Linked DNA regions of Zea mays: regions 1 and 3 are each linked to region 2. The links are chromatin contacts, called in public Hi-C maps. All regions are on one chromosome and are shown on one strand. The core of a region is the stretch at or near the end of the contact, and the rest is flanking DNA. Distances in the headings are between cores, read along the strand shown. Region 1 holds the start of LOC103636658. Region 2 holds the start of LOC103636656 (zinc finger CCCH domain-containing protein 19). Region 3 holds the start of LOC100283592 (MAC/Perforin domain containing protein).

Evidence for each region. A called contact is a pair of places that touch in the nucleus more often than the background predicts.
Region 1: a Hi-C map of ear shows a contact between it and region 2, with 8 times the contacts expected there. The contact joins the promoter of LOC103636658 here to the promoter of LOC103636656 in region 2. A contact is called at or near these places in 13 of 25 Hi-C or Micro-C datasets (bundle sheath, ear, endosperm and 5 more) and 1 of 3 datasets of contacts at active chromatin or transcription factors (leaf).
Region 3: a contact with region 2 is called in a Hi-C map of endosperm, with 1.9 times the contacts expected there. The contact joins the promoter of LOC100283592 here to the promoter of LOC103636656 in region 2. A contact is called at or near these places in 3 of 25 Hi-C or Micro-C datasets (endosperm and leaf).

What each region holds. Positions count from the first base shown.
Region 1 is chr8:181,283,588-181,287,221 of Zm-B73-REFERENCE-NAM-5.0, reverse strand. It overlaps LOC103636658, which reads left to right and starts at 1,650. Exons shown (of 2, transcript XM_008659008.4): 1 at 1,650-1,971; 2 at 2,074-2,365. The coding sequence starts at 1,918. The coding sequence ends at 2,304. LOC103636657 (a long non-coding RNA gene) reads right to left here. Exons shown (of 2, transcript XR_558110.4): 2 at 2,403-3,634.
Region 2 is chr8:181,109,898-181,113,480 of Zm-B73-REFERENCE-NAM-5.0, reverse strand. It overlaps LOC103636656 (zinc finger CCCH domain-containing protein 19), which reads right to left and starts at 2,157. Exons shown (of 12, transcript XM_008659007.3): 1 at 139-2,157; 2 at 1-37. The coding sequence starts at 1,655.
Region 3 is chr8:180,945,400-180,948,859 of Zm-B73-REFERENCE-NAM-5.0, reverse strand. It overlaps LOC100283592 (MAC/Perforin domain containing protein), which reads left to right and starts at 1,725. Exons shown (of 6, transcript NM_001156493.1): 1 at 1,725-2,173; 2 at 2,340-2,578; 3 at 2,944-3,139. The coding sequence starts at 1,883.

The DNA.
Region 1 (3,634 bases), core at 401-2,900, 170 kb before region 2:
TCTCTTAAACATTGATGACAGTGCCACGCTGTTTACCAAAAAAATTCCTGCCAATGGTGAACTTATATAAGCTTTCTTTTTCCTTGAATACTGATGGTTTCACCCATTTCGATTTCAAGATACAAAAAATATTATTGTGTGTGGGGGGATGAACTACCTACCGTTCCATTCCAGTCGGCACGGTAAACCTCTCCATATGATTCTATTGAAGGAAGCAAATCAATCAATAGTTTTCACGCACAACTCAGGAAATTGCAAGTTCATGAAAACAACCTACGTCTATTCAACTAATAAAAAACATGTCCATCAAATCTAACAACTTGGCTATACAAGGAAAACAAGAACAAATAAATTATTCAGAGCAAAGGAAAATCTTGCACAACAACGATAAAATGTAGTCCGACTAAACGTTTGTTTCCATCAGTACAATATAGGAATACACGCCAAAGTGCGATCGTGGCAACAAGTGTGAGTGCAAACATGGTCGAACAAGGAAATGGGTTGGAGCAAAGCCAGTCGATCCCAAGGTTCATTTCCAATGGTAATTGTTAAAAATCTTTATTGTGGTTATATATTTTCTCAACCCTGAATGCCATGTCTTTTACTTGGATTGTATTTTCACGAACCAGTTGATGACGACGATGAGGGTGTCATATTCGGAGAGGATAATGATGAGAACGAGGGATATTTTTAAGTGAGAACATACAATTCGGTCTGGTGTTCCAATTGACTTAAAAGGGTATTTTCTCAATACCACGTTCTCAACAATTTAATTTTTTTCTATGATAACCATTGTATATAATATAGTTGGTCAAACATTATTCTATAGGGTTAATAATAGCTACTTCGTTCTACAAGCTATGGTCATATGGGGGAATGATAGACGAATGGAATTTGATAGGGTGAGTGGAGTACATTTGTTTCATGTTCAAACATACATTTCAGTTACATAATATAAATTTGACGTTTTGTTCTCTTATGTCTTTGTGTGTAGGATGCAAAGATTCTTCGAAATAACTTTGTAATTGATCTGTTAAGTTGCGAGGACAATTCATGCCGCTATGCCATCCCTGCAAACATACAACAAAGACTTATCAATATCGCTAAAATGGATTAGATTAATGTACGGTTGTCGACATATTTGCCTATTATTAAAAATTCTATATTGACTCTTTAAAATAGTTTGTGCGATATTGATAATGTTTGTCACACGGATTCTGTATATTATAGTGAATAGATGGTGAGAGACTATGCACGAGGCATGCAAATTAACAAGACTCCTACAAGCGTGGAACAGTGTGCTAATGGGGCACAAGAGTAACACATGCTCATAATCCTAACATGTTTGGCTTTCGAGCAAACTTTCTCCAGACCCCAAAGAAATATAAGATCTAATTAGATATGTGTCGATGCTCATCCCAGCGTACTTCCGTTGCAACGCACGGGCACACACCTAGTAAGATATAAGGGTGGAAATTTAGGACGAACGGCTGAAGGTAGTCTCCCGCGGCCGTGGAGGCGCTCCATCTCCATGCAATGCAATGGGAGGGGTGTCCGCGCGAAAGATGTTGTATTTTTGCCATTTTGTACAACGTGGCTGTGAAGTGACGCTATGCCGCTCGATACCAGCGTGGATCAGCCAGGGAAATCCCTGTTTTGCCCTCGCTCGCTTTCCTTTGCCTTCTTTGCCGCCGTCGTTGACCCGATCCACTGTAGCTCTTAGTTCTTCTCCTCTCTCTCTCTCTCTCTCTCCTCTCCCCTCTCCTGTCGCACTCTCCTGTTCCGGCCACCAGCGTGCCCAGCATGGTGCAACGCTCGGGTAGAGGAGGGCGGAGCTGGTCTTCAGGGGTAGCTTGAACTGGCGACCGGATTGGTTTGGAGACCGGTTTGTCCCTGATTTGGTGCCCCAAGTGCAAGATGGCCCGAGTGATTGAACTGAGGGTGAAGAGGGAGAATGAGAACCTAGGCCAAGTGTTTATCAAGTGCCCTAGGAGTGTTGACGCTTTGATTGCCATTACTTTGTGTTTTTCGAAATCTGATTTTGGATTATTTGATTTGCTTTTGTATGTGTAGATGCCAGGAAGGTGCCCATACTACAGATGGCAGAGGGAGTATTTTGAGAAATTGGTGAAGGAGAGGTTGATTGCCTTGTTATTCGATGATTGGGAGGAAGATGATGGAGAGGTGGATTCCAAGAAGGTTTCTGAAGTAGGAAATAGTGAAGACATTGCAACTTCTGTTTGTAATGGTTGTAGTACCTGTGGTAGTAGTGGTGATGTACATGTTTTAATGATCTGTCTGTAATGATGTATATGAACAATTGAAGAAGTTGGAAGGGAATGTTGAACTTTGTCAATACAGTTCACAGATCATTGAAAACAGAAAACAGTCACACCATAGCATTGTTGAAACCATCAGCATTCATTACATCCCAACATGACCTTGTTCATAGCATTCAAAAGAGACATCATTACAACATTCAAAAGAGACATCATTACATTCATGGCTCAGCTTAAACTGTTCTTAGCCCTCAGATTACAAAAGAGATATGCAACCACCTTTTCAGGGCTCAGCTTAGACTATTCTTAGCCCTTAGATTACAAAAGAGACATGTCATAGCACTCGAAGGGACATGCTCCTCGGCTTCAAGCATTGAACTTGATCTTCTTTCTTGTTGCAAGCTATTTCCTTCTTAGGGGGAGCATCAACCATTGAACTGGGACCGTCTTCTTGCACTGACATGTTCACTTCAACTCGTGGTGGTTCCAATGTTAGTACCCTTCTTGTGGATACCTATAATTCTGCTTCCTTGGCTGCTTGCTCAGCCTCTAGTGCCCTCCTAGCCTTTTCTCTTGCAGCTTGTGCCCTTGTTCTTGGAGATGGTTCAGCTAGTGGTTCAGCTTGTGCACCTGTTGCAGCTTGTGGGTGAGCTAGTGCACCTGTTGCAGCTTGTGGGTGAGCTTGTGCACCTGTTGCAGCTTTTGGGTCAGCTGCTGCACTTGAGCAGCTTCTGGTTCAGCCCCCTTAGCTTTCTTCCTCTCTCCAGTTGTCTTGGTCTTTCTGGTTCTCTTCCTACAAAGGATGAATAGTTAGTAGGCATTTCTAACATAAGTACAAAGGATGAAACATTCATAACTTAACCTCTTTTTCGTTCCAGTTAGAGGCATTTCCAACTTCCCTTCCTATGGTCATTTTCACCACAGTTGGCGCACTTAACTTGTCTTCTAGCCTTACTTGTCCTCTCTAGAGGAGATAAGAATCTGTTTTTCTTCTGCCTTCCCACACCTCTCCTCTTGAATATTGGTGGCTGCAATTTGAAATCTTTATCCACCTTAGGCCATTGTGACATGTCAGTAATGTTAGGCCATCCCTTGTCATATGCTGCCCTTAGCATTGAAACAAAGAAAGCCATGTCCACGTAGGGTTCTAGCTGAGGTTGTCTGCAAGTAGTGATTACAACGAAAGCATGTGGGCATGGCTTCCTTGTCACCTGCCACTACCTACATGTGCATTCCTTTTTCTCTAAGTATACAACATGCCTCCTCACTTCTTGATCCCTATACATCACTGTCACCTCAGTCTGGTCAGGTATACCCTTTGTCACTTTCAAATGGTTCAGTCCTTTGGAGGCAGC
Region 2 (3,583 bases), core at 908-3,407:
GTTAACACAAGAAGGATGGTAGGCTTTAGGGCAACCCCTGAAATGAGGACATATAAATGAAGACATGGTTAACCCAAAGCTGTAACATGTTCGATCTTCCAGATTTTGGAATAAAGAAACTCCATGTGATGCACAAACCTACGATCACAAATCACAAGATCACCACCATCAAAGCAAATGAAGCAAACCTCCTCCTCATCCTTCCTCTTTACAGATGGCTTGACCACACCCTGGACCTTGGAAGATGGACGGCCTCTCTTACGACGCCCTCCACCTTTCTTTTCCACTAAAGGAGGAGGTTCGTCGTCGTCATCATCTTCCATATGTGCAGCCTCTTCGTCAGGGACATCATCACCAGTTATGTCATTGACAGCCTCTGCAACATCTTCACCAACAATTGTGTTGTTTTCATCATCATCGTTAGTTGTGCCAGTTGCCTCCGTCGGTATGGCATTTACTTCCACTCCATCATGATCAGCAATCACAGCCTCTTTCAGCCCATTATCACTGCCAATCAAGCCAGCTTCCCCCATTTGGAGACCCTCTTCTTCGGGAATGTCATTACCCGCCCTGTCTATCTGAGCAGCCTTTTCTTCAGGGACATCAATACCACCCTCGCCAATTACAGCTTCACCTGCAATGTATTCAACAGCAATTCTGCCTTCCTCAACCATGTCTCCAGTAATGTTTACTGCATCTACCTGCATGCCTTCATCTTCCACACGATCTTCATCAGCTGTTGCAACTTCCTTTTGCTCATTATCATCTCCAGGCAGTCCACCCCTACCCATTTGTATCCTCTCATCAGGCACATCAACACCACCTGCCACATCATGTTTCTCACTATCATCTCTGGTCATGGTAACTTCACCCATGTGTCTGTGCTCCTCATTTGTGGCAGTGTCAGCAATAGTGCCAACACGTTCTGCCTCATTGTTATCTCCGGCTTGAATCCGCATATCCATATTTGTGCATTCCTGTACAGCATGGTCACCAGCTTCCACAAGCTCTGTTCCCACCTCATTTAACAGAGCTGTAGCCACATCCAACTGTGAGCTTTCCCGATCCTGAGCATGCACATCACCATGGGCTGAAACATCCATATCCATCCTTGCACTGTCATCTTGTATGTCATTTACCAAGAGAGCGACCTCATCAGCGTCAAGGGAATTGCCACCAAACTCCTGATCAGTTTGGTCATCGGACCTATGCACACCTCCAGGGAAAATTATATTGCAGTCATCATTAACCAGGCAAGCAGCCACCGCTGTGCAATCCTCTGCAGATGATACCAGAGCAGCACCGACCTCTATGAGATCATCTGCAGCAGCACTAACCTCTGTTTGCATGCCAACCTCCATGGGATCATCCACCAGCTTGGAGGTTGACACGGCAGCACTAATGTCATTAGTTTGCCCCTCTACATCAGCACCCTCCTCTGGCTCGTCAGCAGTAGCAATATCGGGTTGGTTGGGGTCTTCAGAAATCCCCACGAGCTCATTTGCCACTATAACACTGCCACCTCCACCATAACAAGTCTCGTAATCCTTCTGACCCTCAATAGCCTCAATATCCTTGTAGTCCTCGCCTAGCATAACATCCGGGGTTGTCAGCGTGGCCACCTCCATTGCAGGAGGTGGCTCAGCGTCGGACATACTGATTCTATGAGTGGAATAGTGCCAGACCAGGATTTGGGTGATTGAGTATTCCCAGCCACCGCTACTACACACCGTCAGTCGGACGTGTGTGCGCGGCGCTCGAGCTCGGCCCCGGGAGGCCGGGACGCTGGATGCTGCCCGCCTGCTCTACTTCCGTTGGCGCGCTGCAGAGTTCGCACGCTAGGCGGTGGCGCGCATTCGCCTCCGTCCGCTTGTCGCAGCCTCGCGCTGGGCGATGGCAACGCGGTTGCACCGTCGCAGCGTTGCGCTTGTCGGCCGCCGGTGCCTGCCTACCGGCTTCCCTAGGGTTTGTGATTGGGGATTGTGGTTGCCTCTCAGAAGGAGAGACCGAGAGGCGAGAGCAGCAGGGCGCAGGAGAGATCTGCTACAGGCGACTCGAGATGAGATGGCGTCGAGTGGGCTGCGGACAGTTGAGTACGGCTTGCTGCGACGGGCTGACGGCCCATGGGTTTACTCGTGTCGGACACGGGACATCCTCCAAATGTACGACTTGATTTCCTATTTTATATTTTACTAGGTCGGTGCCCGTGCGTTGCAACGGAACCGTATAATAACACGATAACCAAAGAATGAGATAGAGATTTGCCTGTTTCCATTATACGAGTGTACTGAATATACATGTAAATGAAACAATTCCTGAACTAATGGACCAAAAACTGGAACTTGTATCCTGTCCAAGAATTGTACACCACCAATCAAGTAATCCCTTCCCAACTCATCAATCACAACCTCCAACCTAGGGCCTAATGAATCAATCTGTATCATAGTGCAAAATGAACAAGAATTTGGCTCACTGTCCTGTACAGGGCATGGCGATTCTCTATCTTCTCTAATGCACAGGGCGTGGCGTTTTAGTCACATACAACTGGACGATCGATCATCCACCAACGCGGTGTTGCACTGCACTGCACGGTCATCTCTTCCACTGGGGCAGCCGTTCAGCCAGACTACCTGCGAATACAGCATATAGTACACAGAAATTGTAAAGAGAGCACTACAACAAGTATCTGCCTGTAACTATGTCATTGTCTCCACAGATGGTAATGAAGCAAGTGATTCCATACATGATATCTAACTTTTGGGCAAAATAACATGATATAAACATTCGCAAAGTTAACAGAACTTGTTAACAAGCATGATCAGAGAACACCAGTATCAGTGCTAAGACCAGAACTTGCTTTCCAAAATGCAGGCCACGGTTAAACATGAGTCATAGTAGTAGGTGACAATTTCAGCTGTCCAAGACCAGAACCAATTGATATCCAAGTCCAGAACCAAGACTAACTTCTACAAACATTTAGAATAAAACTGGGTTGCTACAAACATTTAGACTAAAAACGAGAACACACATTTGGAGTGAACCAAGTGGTATCCAAGTACAGAACCACACATTTTGAGTGAACCAACTGCTGTTGCATGGCATAGGATCACACATTTCAGATTTCAGGAACCAAATTACAGTTGTACATGGCTTGGATCTTCTTCTTTGGAGTTATCTTTTTCACAGCTTTCCTTAATTTCCTAGGTGGGGACAGTGTTGAAACAACCTCTGCTGCACATTCCACCGGTGGCACAAGTTCATTCACAGGAGGCATTGGTACAATTTCAAGTGAGGAAGATGGAATGCTAACAAGCTGCTATGAGGAAGAATCCACACTTAGTTCGGGCTGCTCAGCATATGCCTCAGGCTCTTTTGGAAACCACTTTTTAGTCATGCGTCTTGATGTACCAAAATGTTTGTAAGAAACTGCATCAAATCAGTGTTCATAAGAAACAGAATTTCTCTAGTGTAGGTCAAACATAAACTGCAAGGTATGATTTCATATCACTTGGGAAATGTACCAAATGCTCCCAATGGAACATCAACATGATCATGTTAAACTGCATCAAGTACATGTTATCTG
Region 3 (3,460 bases), core at 476-2,975, 160 kb after region 2:
TCGGTTTTCAGAATTTTCTATCGGAATCGGCGTGGTGTTTTACCGACCGTTCCCTTCGGTTACCGATTTTTGTCGGAAATTACCGGATTTGTGTCTCGGAATTTTCCGGAATTGTTTCTCGGAATTATGTCTCAGAATTTTTCGAAATTGTGTCTTAGATTTTTCGGATTTTTCCAGCATGTGATTTTTCGCATCGCCTGTACGTCTCTAGATAAGGATTACTTATTTTTATATTTTTTGGACGCCTTAAGATTTTTTTGGGATAGATGGTGTTGGAACGCAGTTGGGATTAACGATTTGGTCTCTCGAACTAATCCACCCTTTTCTATACACATGTTATGTATTAGTAATATATAATGATATAGAGCCGATAGTCTGTCTTTTCCACACACTAGGTTTTAGGGTTTTCCTGTGAGGTTATGAAAAACTCTTTACGTGTGGAGAAAATATTTCATAAGTAAGCATGCCATGTCAGCTAAATCGAGTGGATATTGTGAATTGTGAACTTTGAGTCTGTGAACTTGTGATCTTTATGAACTTGTTATACTGTGAACTTGTTATATTGTAAACTTGTGATATTTGTAAACTTTTTATGTTATAAATTTGTGATCCTTGTGAACTTGTTATATTGTGAACTTGTTATATCATGAACTGTGAACTTGTGGTCTTTGTGATCTTTTGCCAACTTTGTTGTATCGTGAAGTTTGATATGTTTAGCGATCGTATTTTAGATTTCGACCGTCACCGGTGTATTTACCGCACCAAACTTTCGTTTCCGATGTTTCCGAAATACCGATATCGTTTCTGTTTCCGGAGTTACCGTTTTCGATTTTGTTTCCAATAAAAAATATGAAAATGGTAATGGTTTTAGTGTTTACCGACCGTTTTCATCCCTAGCAGTCCGCCAGTCTGTACCCACGCGGATGCTCCCTTGGGCGAGCGGAGCACAATCTGGACGATGTTGTTCTAGTCCCTGACCACCTACAGCCCCAACGTTGGATCCATGGAGTTGACGAAGCGCCCCATGCTCATCGACGACCAGCCGAGCAGCAAGCAGCGTGTGCTCGACCTGTGCAGCGCACGACGACAAGGGAAGCAGAGTGGCACCTGACGGATGAGGCTGAGACAGAGGATGCGACGTTGTCGGCGTGGATGTCGTGGAGCCGCCATAGCAGGTCGCGGAGGTTGTGAATGTCGCCTATCCACCGCGTGCGTGGATGAGGCGTTGACGCGCGAAGGTTTCACGGAGGCGGGGTTGGGCGTGCGTGGATGAGGTCACCATAGGAGCCTATCCGTTGCTTTCGCGGGCGAACTGGACAGATGCAGGGGCACACGCGAAGAGGGGTCAGGGGGCACGGGGATGGGGCTAATCCATGGCGGCGCTTGCGGTGGTTGGATCGGAGGTTGAGATCGCGAGGGGAGCAAGCGGGGGCATAATTGTGATATGGTATACACTATTCTTTTAATAGATAGTAAAGATAGATACTATAATAATAAATAGGAGGTTGAGATCGCGAGGGGAGCAAGCGGAGGTATAATTATGATATGGTATACACTATTCTTTTAATAGATAGTAAAGATAGATACTATACTAATAAATACAAACAGGACGATAGTTGATGTAGCGGTTGATTCAACCTTACATAAAACCAAATATAGCACGAAATTAAGGAAAAACAATAAATGAAGAAAAAGAAAAGCCAGTCAAACCCAACCACCTCGGCATCGGGGTCTCCTTCCCCTCCTCCGGTTGTCCGGTCCCCCAGAAACCGTGTCCTTCCGTCGTGACAGCTCCCGACCTTCTGGCGGTCTTCCCCTCTCGTAGTCGGCGCGAATCCCGAGGTGGAGGAGGAAGAGGTAGAGGGGGCGGGCCCCATCATCCATGAGCCTTGCGGGCTCCGCGCTGGAGGCAGCGCTACTGGCGGTGGGGCGCGGCCTCGACGCAGCTGGAGACCACCGGCTGCTTTACTGCAAGGGAGACGGAAGGCTCGTCGCGCTCGAGGACCGTGCGCGGGACCTCCCGCTCCCCGACGGCGGCGTCCTCCCGAGCGTGCCCCACGACGTCGAGGTCGAGCAGTGCCGCAGAGACCTCGAGCGCATCCGCCCCTTCCCGTCCGGGTCCGGCCCAAGCTCCGCCGCAGCGGACGGTCCCTTTGTCTGCAGCTTCGATAAGGTGAGCTGGGGGTGCTTCGTCCCGATTGGAAACTTCCTATCGGATCGTGCCGCGTTCTGTTCTGTTTGCTGTGCACTTGTGAAGTGAAATTGTGAATCATAGTCGATGTCCTATACCCCGCGGCCGTTTACTTCGCGTTATGTGACTATGATTCATTTGTGGGCAGATGGCTGAGTATTTCAACAGGAAGTCATGTTTGTCCGAGACAGTACCGCTGGGTTCCTTCAACTCTCTCTTCAGCTTCACCGGTTCTTGGAAGAATGATGCGGCGACCACGAAGGCCCTTGCGATTGATGGCTATTCTCTGCCTCTGTTTCGAGTTAAAATTAGGAATTCTGAACTGACGCTGCTTGAGAGCGTTAAGCGAAGGATCCCAAATGTTTGGGATCCATCAGCATTGGCAAGGTCAGTAGGTAATAGTCTTATTTAATACTGTTATCAGGATCCATTTCTGATCAGTGCCATTTTGTACAACTCTACTGTCCCCAGCAGACTCCGTATTTCACTCTCTATCCCACTCCCTATTTGAAACTTCACTATGCAAACAGTGCAAAACAGTATTTTGCGCGGCCTATTGGAGATAAGGCTGTACGTGTAAAATAGGGGGCGTGGAACTGTAGATGACACTGTTTGACATTGTTTACAGAGTGTAGTTTGAAATATAGGATGAGATAGGGGATCTGCTAGAGATAGCCTAGTGTTCTACGCACCCTATTAGCTTAAGCCACTTACTAGCTGAAGCCTGAAGGTCTTGCTTCACTTGTTTGCAGCTTTATTGAGAACTATGGTACCCATATTATTATCTCTGTTACGGTTGGTGGTAAGGATGAGGTATACATTAAGCAGCATTCATTGTCCCAATTGTCAGAGCTGGAGTTCAAAAATTATGCGAGGGAAATTGGGAGGGAAAGATTTGCAGATGTGGAAAATAAGTCAAATGCATCTTCTATCAATTACAGTGAGAAGGTCAGCAAACTCCTTACTGCTTTCTTTATCCAAGTTTGCTGGAGGTGTTTTGGCTACATTATTTGGTTTGCCTGAATTGTTATACAACTGTTTGTTTACTAAGGATAGTTTGTGCATGCTTTGTTACTTTTGTATGTGCACGTGATGCATCTTTAAAAAATTGTTATGTATTGTGAATAAACAGTTACAGTCAGTTTTTTGAAGGGAAAACTTTGGGGGAGTTCCCCACGACACTTCATTTTTGTTTTTTAGTAAAAACAGAGTACAACATATGTACAGAAAATAAAAAGGAAAAATAGATTACACAAGAGACTAGCCATT